Regions from separate parts of the Gossypium hirsutum genome. Here region 1 is linked to region 2. The links are chromatin contacts, called in public Hi-C maps. All regions are on one chromosome and are shown on one strand. Each heading gives the region's core, a stretch centred on a gene start, on an enhancer-like site or on the middle of the called end of the contact. The rest is flanking DNA. Distances are from core to core; before and after follow the strand shown. Region 1 holds the start of LOC107948122 (growth-regulating factor 3-like). Region 2 holds the start of LOC107910274 (dnaJ protein ERDJ2).

Region 1 (3,637 bases), core at 558-3,057, 260 kb after region 2:
CATACCATTGTCTTCAATTCACCCAAGGGTTCTCTAACTTAGAAAAACCTAATGGTGGCTTTTCCAGGAAGGATGGTATGATAACCGCCCTCGTTTCCTATTGGTGTATGCACCAAATAGAACAGCGGTGGTTTATGCGCTTGTTGAAGATGAACCAAAAGCAACTGGCAATTTACAACTTACTCAAAACGTTAAAAACTGTTGAAGAAGCCAAAGCTGTGAAGGCATCGAAACCTGTGGAAGAATCAGAACCTTTGGACTGCTAAACTATCTCTATCACAGAATCTCTTATTGAGGAGCTACCCTAACTCAGCCTGCTGTTTTAAGGCCTACAACTTACACAGAATGTAGAAGTCCATGACCTTGGAGTTTCGGTATCCAGGAGCTGAAACAATCGCCATTCAAAAAGGCTTTTTCTTTCACGTGCAGTACAGTTGATTATCCATCTGATAATTAGTCAAATTTCAGTTGGTCACTTGCAAATGTTTATCGGTTTGTTATCTGAATTATGCTCAGAGTCCTGTTTAGCATGTTCTGAAACAACTTATGTGCTAATTTTTCTCGCAAACTTAATTTTAAAGGAACCATTATTGTAGTCAGTTTGGTTCAATAAAAGTAAAGAACAGAGTGCAAGCAATTTACTTTAAGTCTTGGAGTGCCTAAAAAAGATTCAAGTGGTAACAATGCTAGTTTGAGATGCAGAGCCTTTAAGGTTGTGAATTGGATATGGATGATCTTAAAGCCTCGGCAAGGGGCCCTCCCATCGAAGCCGCCTGGTATGAGGCCCACCCAGCAGCCCAATTCAATTGGTCTCCATTTCCAGTTGACAGCTTCAACGACACGTCTGATGAGGAATTTCCAGGCATTGAAATGGAGAGGCATGTTGCAGAACTCATCGGGCTTTCAGCATGGTTGTCTGGTTGTTGTAAGGATCTAGGCCTATCATCAAAAAATTGTCTCAACATTTGACCATCAGATCTGTTATTGACTTCATTTTGGGCATCGAAATGGCCCTTATGAACATTTTTAGAATCTGAGAAACTGCCAGACAAAAGAAACACAAACATTGTAGGGCAAACAAAAATAAGCAAAATAAAGAAAATATATTGTGATGGACCATAAAGAAAGCACGTTATAAAGACTAAAGAAGTGGTCGGGGTCAGCTTGTACAGAATCGAAACCCCCTGCCCAGATTTTGAGATACATCCATTGGTCAGATATTGATTAGGGTCCTACCAAGGGGTAATCATCATCGCTACTGTAAAACAATTTACTTTCTACAAAATAGATAGCAAATATTAGCAAACTTTAAAAATGTGAAGAGATTGTATGAAGTATGATTTTATGTAATTTATATCTTTTTCACAAATCAAATTTTCTCAACTTTTTTTTCTTAAAAAAATTCAAATCCAATTAAAAGAAGTTACCTATAATTAAGGCGAAGAAGATCAGGAATGCCCTGAAAGGAGAAAACTGTTGGCTCTATCACCAGCCAATTCTAAGGGTGAATTGGGGATCAGAGAAGTGGGTTTAAGGTCACCACATCCAACATCAACAACACCAGCAGCAGCACCAACAAGAGTATTGTTGTTGATGATGTTGGTGCAGGCGCCACTAGATTTTAGCATTTCCACAGGCTTTCTTGAACGGTTTGCGGCCACGGTGCACGTGGCGCTCGCAATATTTCTGGCCAGCCACCACGCCTCTCGAGCATCTCCACTTCTTCCCGTCAGTCCTCCGGCATCGGCCTGGCTCTGGATCCATTGCTGCTCTTCCCCAATACCCTGATTGCAACACTGATCCGACATCCTCTTACTCTTCATATCTTTTAAGTACATACTATTTGGACAGATTCATTAAGTTCCTTAGGTAGACCGTGTCGATATATATGGAAGTTTTGTCTTTCTTTCAATCAAAATAAGAGAACAAAGAAACCACTCAAAAATGAAAGTTAAATAAAAAAGTTTCAGTAAGAACTAGCACTAGACTTCTTCCCCCCTTTCTACGTTTCTTCTCTCTTTTTGTTCGTGTTTTCACCCGGGTTTATATATATATATATAATACTATAAAATCATTTATGCATCAATCTCTTTTACTATGTACTTATTTTCTTTATAAATTTGATGAGAAAATGCTAAAGTACGCATTTCATAAAAATATAAAAGCAAGGACAGGTCACACATCTCATAAATATAATCACTCACAAGGTGGCTGGTAATGGGAGAAGTGTCGAAGAGGGTGGTGGAGGAAATATGAAGGAGAGTGAAGAATAGTAGTATTGTCGATTGATTGAAGGAGTTGGGGAGGAACAGCTGCGCCTGCTAACATGTATCTAAAGATCAAAGCTTGTAACTACAGTTCCTGCCATTGAGACAAGCTGAAGAAACTTCCCATCACTAAAGGGAGAAGTAAAAAGGTAACTTAGAAGGAAAAAATCAAGTAAGCAAGCTAGCCAGAAACTTCCCAAACTTAGGAGTTGAAAACTTTTCTGAGAATCCTGCCAAGAAAAAAAAAGGAGCAAAGAAAAAGGAAGAAAATCTCACTGCTGGGAAACGTGGAGGATGAATGAGGAAGTGGTGGCAGGTTGTTGCTGCTGGATTTGCAGTGGTGATGAGGTACGAGCAAAGGAAGAGGAGATGGGTGTTGGTGATGATGATGATGAAGGTGAAGTTTTGGTATATTTGCAGAAGGTGGTTGTTGTTGATGGTCTGACTCATGCTGGTTTCTACATTGCTTCAGATGCAAGTTCATGGAAAGAGAAAGAGAGGTGCTTTGGGGGTTTTAGTTGGTTGGGGCGGCGGGGGCTATTTTGACAGAAATATTTTTATTTGGGTTTTGGGGTCTGTTTTGTTGATGTGTTAACAAGAGAAAGTTTGGAAAAAGCTTTTGCAGGAACTTCTTTCTCTCTTATGGCTTCGGCAGATAGCAATACCTTAAGACTTCAAAGAGAGGAAGAGGAACTATTCTGACACCAGGAGGCAGACTTTTTTAAATGTAAAGTAAACGACAAAGTTAATTTTATAGATAACTGTTTTTATTTTACATGTGTAAAAATATTATCTTCAGATGGTCCTAATCAAAGACGGGGAAATCGTTCTAAGTTAAGAACTACTCTCTCTTAAACGCTCTCTTTTCTATTTTTGCATTGAATTTTGCATGACTGATTTATTTCAGAGTCCTTTTACTTTCTAATTTCCTTTTTAGTATTTGTGTCATGTAAGCTTAAGAATATCGAGTAAAACAAGCACTCAAGGATATTTCGAAGCTGAAATGAGTGGCTAGAGCTTAAAAAGCAATAGCACTGGGAAAGGATGTAAGGGCGCGACATTTAGCTAAGTGCCATGACGCCCTTGATTGACAAGCTGTCTGTATGCCACGGCATTCGGCCAAGCGCTACAGTGGTCTGCCCTAAACCTATTTTCTCCTATTTTTGTTATTTTGAGGGCTTTTTATCGAAAAATATTGAAAAAAAAAACTCTAAAATGGTATATTGATAAAATTAAGTATCAAAATGGTACATTTCAAGTAATAGAAGGTGGTGCATAGGCGACACTACCCTTATTTTCTGATCAAAATAGTAAATAATAATAATAAATGGTGACATGGCCTAGGTGGAGGGGATGTTAGAGATGACACT
Region 2 (3,410 bases), core at 857-3,356:
TTTCAAGCCATTACTGAAATTTTCTATATAATTTAGAAATACAAAGTAGTAGTTAACTTTTTATAAGCACTTTTATACAGTAAAAATTTATACCTTGGGGCTAAAGAAGGTTTCATGAAATAGTAGTAGGCAGACAATGTTTGGTGCATCACATAATTTCCAGTGTATTTGGCTGATCTTGAAAGATATATAACAGCCAACACCAAAGGCAGAAGGATGCATACTCCAACTATTCCTAAAAGAAGTATTCCACCTGATGCTCCATCAATATTCAACAGGAATGGAGGTAGGGCTATACCCATTTGAAGCCCCTAAATTAAGAATCCAAGAAAATTGGAAAAAGAAAAAATCAAAATCCCTTGTTCATGAAACTAGCAGCGTCTGCAACAAAAGATGAAACAAAGAATCTGTTACCTGCCTGCCATCAGGGTGGCCATACTTTTCAAAATTCTCCCGAGAGACTGGATCTGTCAGGGCCTGATAAGCCTTTGAAATGAATTCAACAAAATAATCATGGGCCTCTGAGAAGAGCCGGGAGGAGGAAATGGTAGATAGGTATTAGGTCTTCCAAAAAATCAATGTATTACAAAAACCAGATATGGAACAAAAAATTAAACCTATAACCTGGATCTGGATTTTTATCAGGATGATACTGTATGGAAAGTCTCCTATATGCTTTCTTTATGTCTGAATCTGAGGCTCCGTGTTCCAAACCAAGAATACTGAATGGCTCAAATACTTTAAACTGCAAACCAAGAAAAATGAAGACAAATCATGTTCTATCATGAGAAACAAGCCAAGGCACATCACATACAGAGTATAAAATGTTGAAGAAACAACCAACTGGCTGTTAGCATTAATATATTAATACATGACCAAGCTGATACTAGCATATGAACATTCAGTCCACATCCAAAAACAAAAACAAATAGGTGAGAACAGATGCCTATACTTTCTCAAACCACACATAAGATATAAATTCTTCACCTAAACCCAAAGTTCCAGCAGAGAGGATGAGGTTTAGCAGCTGACTACTAGATTAAATCATGTAGTCATCAGATATTAAGAACAAATGGATTACCTCATGACTTGTATGCTTGATATAGTATATCAGCACCACCATGACAACCCAGAGAAGCACAAGGGTCAGATTACTACAAGTTGAGAAGTTCGAGATCTGCAAAAACAATCCAAAATATCACAAATACTTATCAAATTCAAACAAAGTTCCAGACGATAAATGAAATACAATCAGAAGCATATCTACCCGTTTGAAAATTGATTTCCTATACTTCCCAGACCGAGAACACACAGAACACTGGCAATGGATAGTCATTGCCTTCTTCGAGAATGTGTTTAATATCTTAACTATAGTGTATGGCACTAATGGCAGAGCCATTATAGTCAACACAAAGATTGGAAACAAGGCACTGTTCTCTTCCGAAGCACCCATATTCACCTTCTTACTTCAAAAATAAAATTCAAGGAGATCTTTCTTCTTTATATAACTCTGTGACAACAATTTGAGAAACAATCAACCGAGGAAAATACAGATAAAATCTTAATTCGAAATATGCCTATCCAATTCTCCTTTGGCAGAAAAACAAAATTGAATTATTATACTATAAATTAACTAATTAAAGTTTGGCACCAAAATTACATTTACATTAAAACTCATCAGAAATCAAAATAAAATCATTATTGAAATTATTTCTCAAATAAACCTTAAACTGGAACTTCCCGCCCCATGAATATCGAACTTGAATGAATATTCATTCCAGGAAAAAAAAAGGGTAAATAAATAAACCCATATGTTAATATGCTTCAATTTATTGATTTAATAAATAAACTAACGGAGAAACAAAAACCTTACTATTAAACTACTAGAGCTGATCGAATTTCTGTCTAGAAACTAGAAAGCAAAGCGTTTCAGCAGAAGAAGATTCGATTTTATTACTATTACTATTATTCTTCTTTGGTTAATAGAGATCTTACAGCAGAATTTAGCGGAGGGATGCCAGATCTCTATGGTGTGTTAGCTGCTTCACCTTCAGTTCTGGCCCAGGCTTCGGCTTGGCCTTCTTCTAAGTTCAAATTGCGATTTTAGTTCGTGGACCCAAAGCCCAACAACATCCAAAAATCCTAACTGAAAAGGGAAAGCCAGCCCCGGCCCTTTTTCCTTCCCCGTCAACTTCTGCGCGTAGCACAAACTTAATTTATAAAGCGCATACAATCGAATTCATATAGCAAATTCAAAGAATTTATTTCTACAATTTAAAAATTAACTTCACTTTTATAATTAAATTTAAATAAATATTTTTGTAACGACTCAATTTTTAGTGATGTTAAAAAATACAATTTCGAGACTTCATTTCCATAAACGAGTTTGTAAATATTAAATAAAGATGTTATGGGATTAGCATATTAATGAATTGAAAATTGGTTAAGAGATTTAGTCGAAATTGTGAGTAATTAAGGCTCAGAGACTAAATCGCAAAAATTTAATCGCTATAAATTTTTAGTTAGAATAAGGCTTGGGGATTTAAATAGCAATTATCCAAATGACTGGCTAATAAACCAATTTTAAATGAATGTGGGATGTGATGTTAATTGTCATTAGATTTAATAAATTAAGGATTAAAGTTTAATTAAGCCTTGTTAAAGTAATTAATTAAATTAAATCTAAGTATATAAGTAAATTAAGTGGGAAAAAAAGATGACAATGTAACACCCCTTACTAGAGTCTGAGGCCAGGACTGGGTACGAAGCCATGCATACATTCGTTTTTGAGTCACCGAGACTTGATTAAATTTAAAACTCTTTAGAACTCTATTTAAACTCCTTAAAGTGGGCCTACAAGGCCTCAAAATTTCTTTGGAAACCCTTCGGAACCAACTCAGGTCCTTAAATCGACTAAATAAAAATGATTCTTAAAACAGGGCACAAGCTTGTGTGGAAGGGCAACACCCCCATGTGGTCGTTATAACATGGTCGTGCTGATGGCCTGTGTGACTCACACGGCCTAAGCATCTAGGGACACGCCCGTGTCCCATACCCGTGTGAATTTAATTCCAAATTTGAACCTACAGTGGTTTTCACACGACCTAACACACGCCCGTGTCTATGGCCCGGCCATGACACGCCTGTGTCCTAGCTCGTGTCTAAAAACCTTGACATTCTGTTTCTAATGTCAGTATCCAATAAGGGGCACATGACCAAGGCACACGCCAGTGGCCAGAGGCCGTGTCCTCCACACGGCTAAGACACACGGCTATGTCTCTGCCCTGTGTTTACTACCATGCATACTGGCTTGAAATTTTTACGTGCAGGGGGCACACGGTCTGACAACATGCCCATGACACATGGCCTAGACACATGCCTGTGTGTTTACCCTTGTGGACAACATAGGG

What was found. Hi-C and Micro-C count contacts between places; a contact is called where the count stands out from the background.
Region 1: a contact with region 2 is called in a Hi-C map of leaf, with 8 times the contacts expected there. The contact joins the promoter of LOC107948122 here to the promoter of LOC107910274 in region 2. A contact is called at or near these places in 6 of 34 Hi-C or Micro-C datasets (all in leaf).

Annotation. Positions count from the first base shown.
Region 1 is chrA04:56,117,441-56,121,077 of Gossypium_hirsutum_v2.1, forward strand. LOC107948122 (growth-regulating factor 3-like) reads right to left here and starts at 1,808. Exons shown (of 2, transcript XM_041111206.1): 1 at 1,459-1,808; 2 at 708-1,041. The coding sequence starts at 1,808. The coding sequence ends at 708. LOC107948121 (1,4-alpha-glucan-branching enzyme 2-2, chloroplastic/amyloplastic) reads left to right here. Exons shown (of 22, transcript XM_016882590.1): 22 at 68-647. The coding sequence ends at 205.
Region 2 is chrA04:55,856,056-55,859,465 of Gossypium_hirsutum_v2.1, forward strand. It overlaps LOC107910274 (dnaJ protein ERDJ2), which reads right to left and starts at 2,107. Exons shown (of 11, transcript XM_016838080.2): 1 at 1,996-2,107; 2 at 1,268-1,510; 3 at 1,082-1,177; 4 at 625-745; 5 at 415-521; 6 at 94-311. The coding sequence starts at 1,453.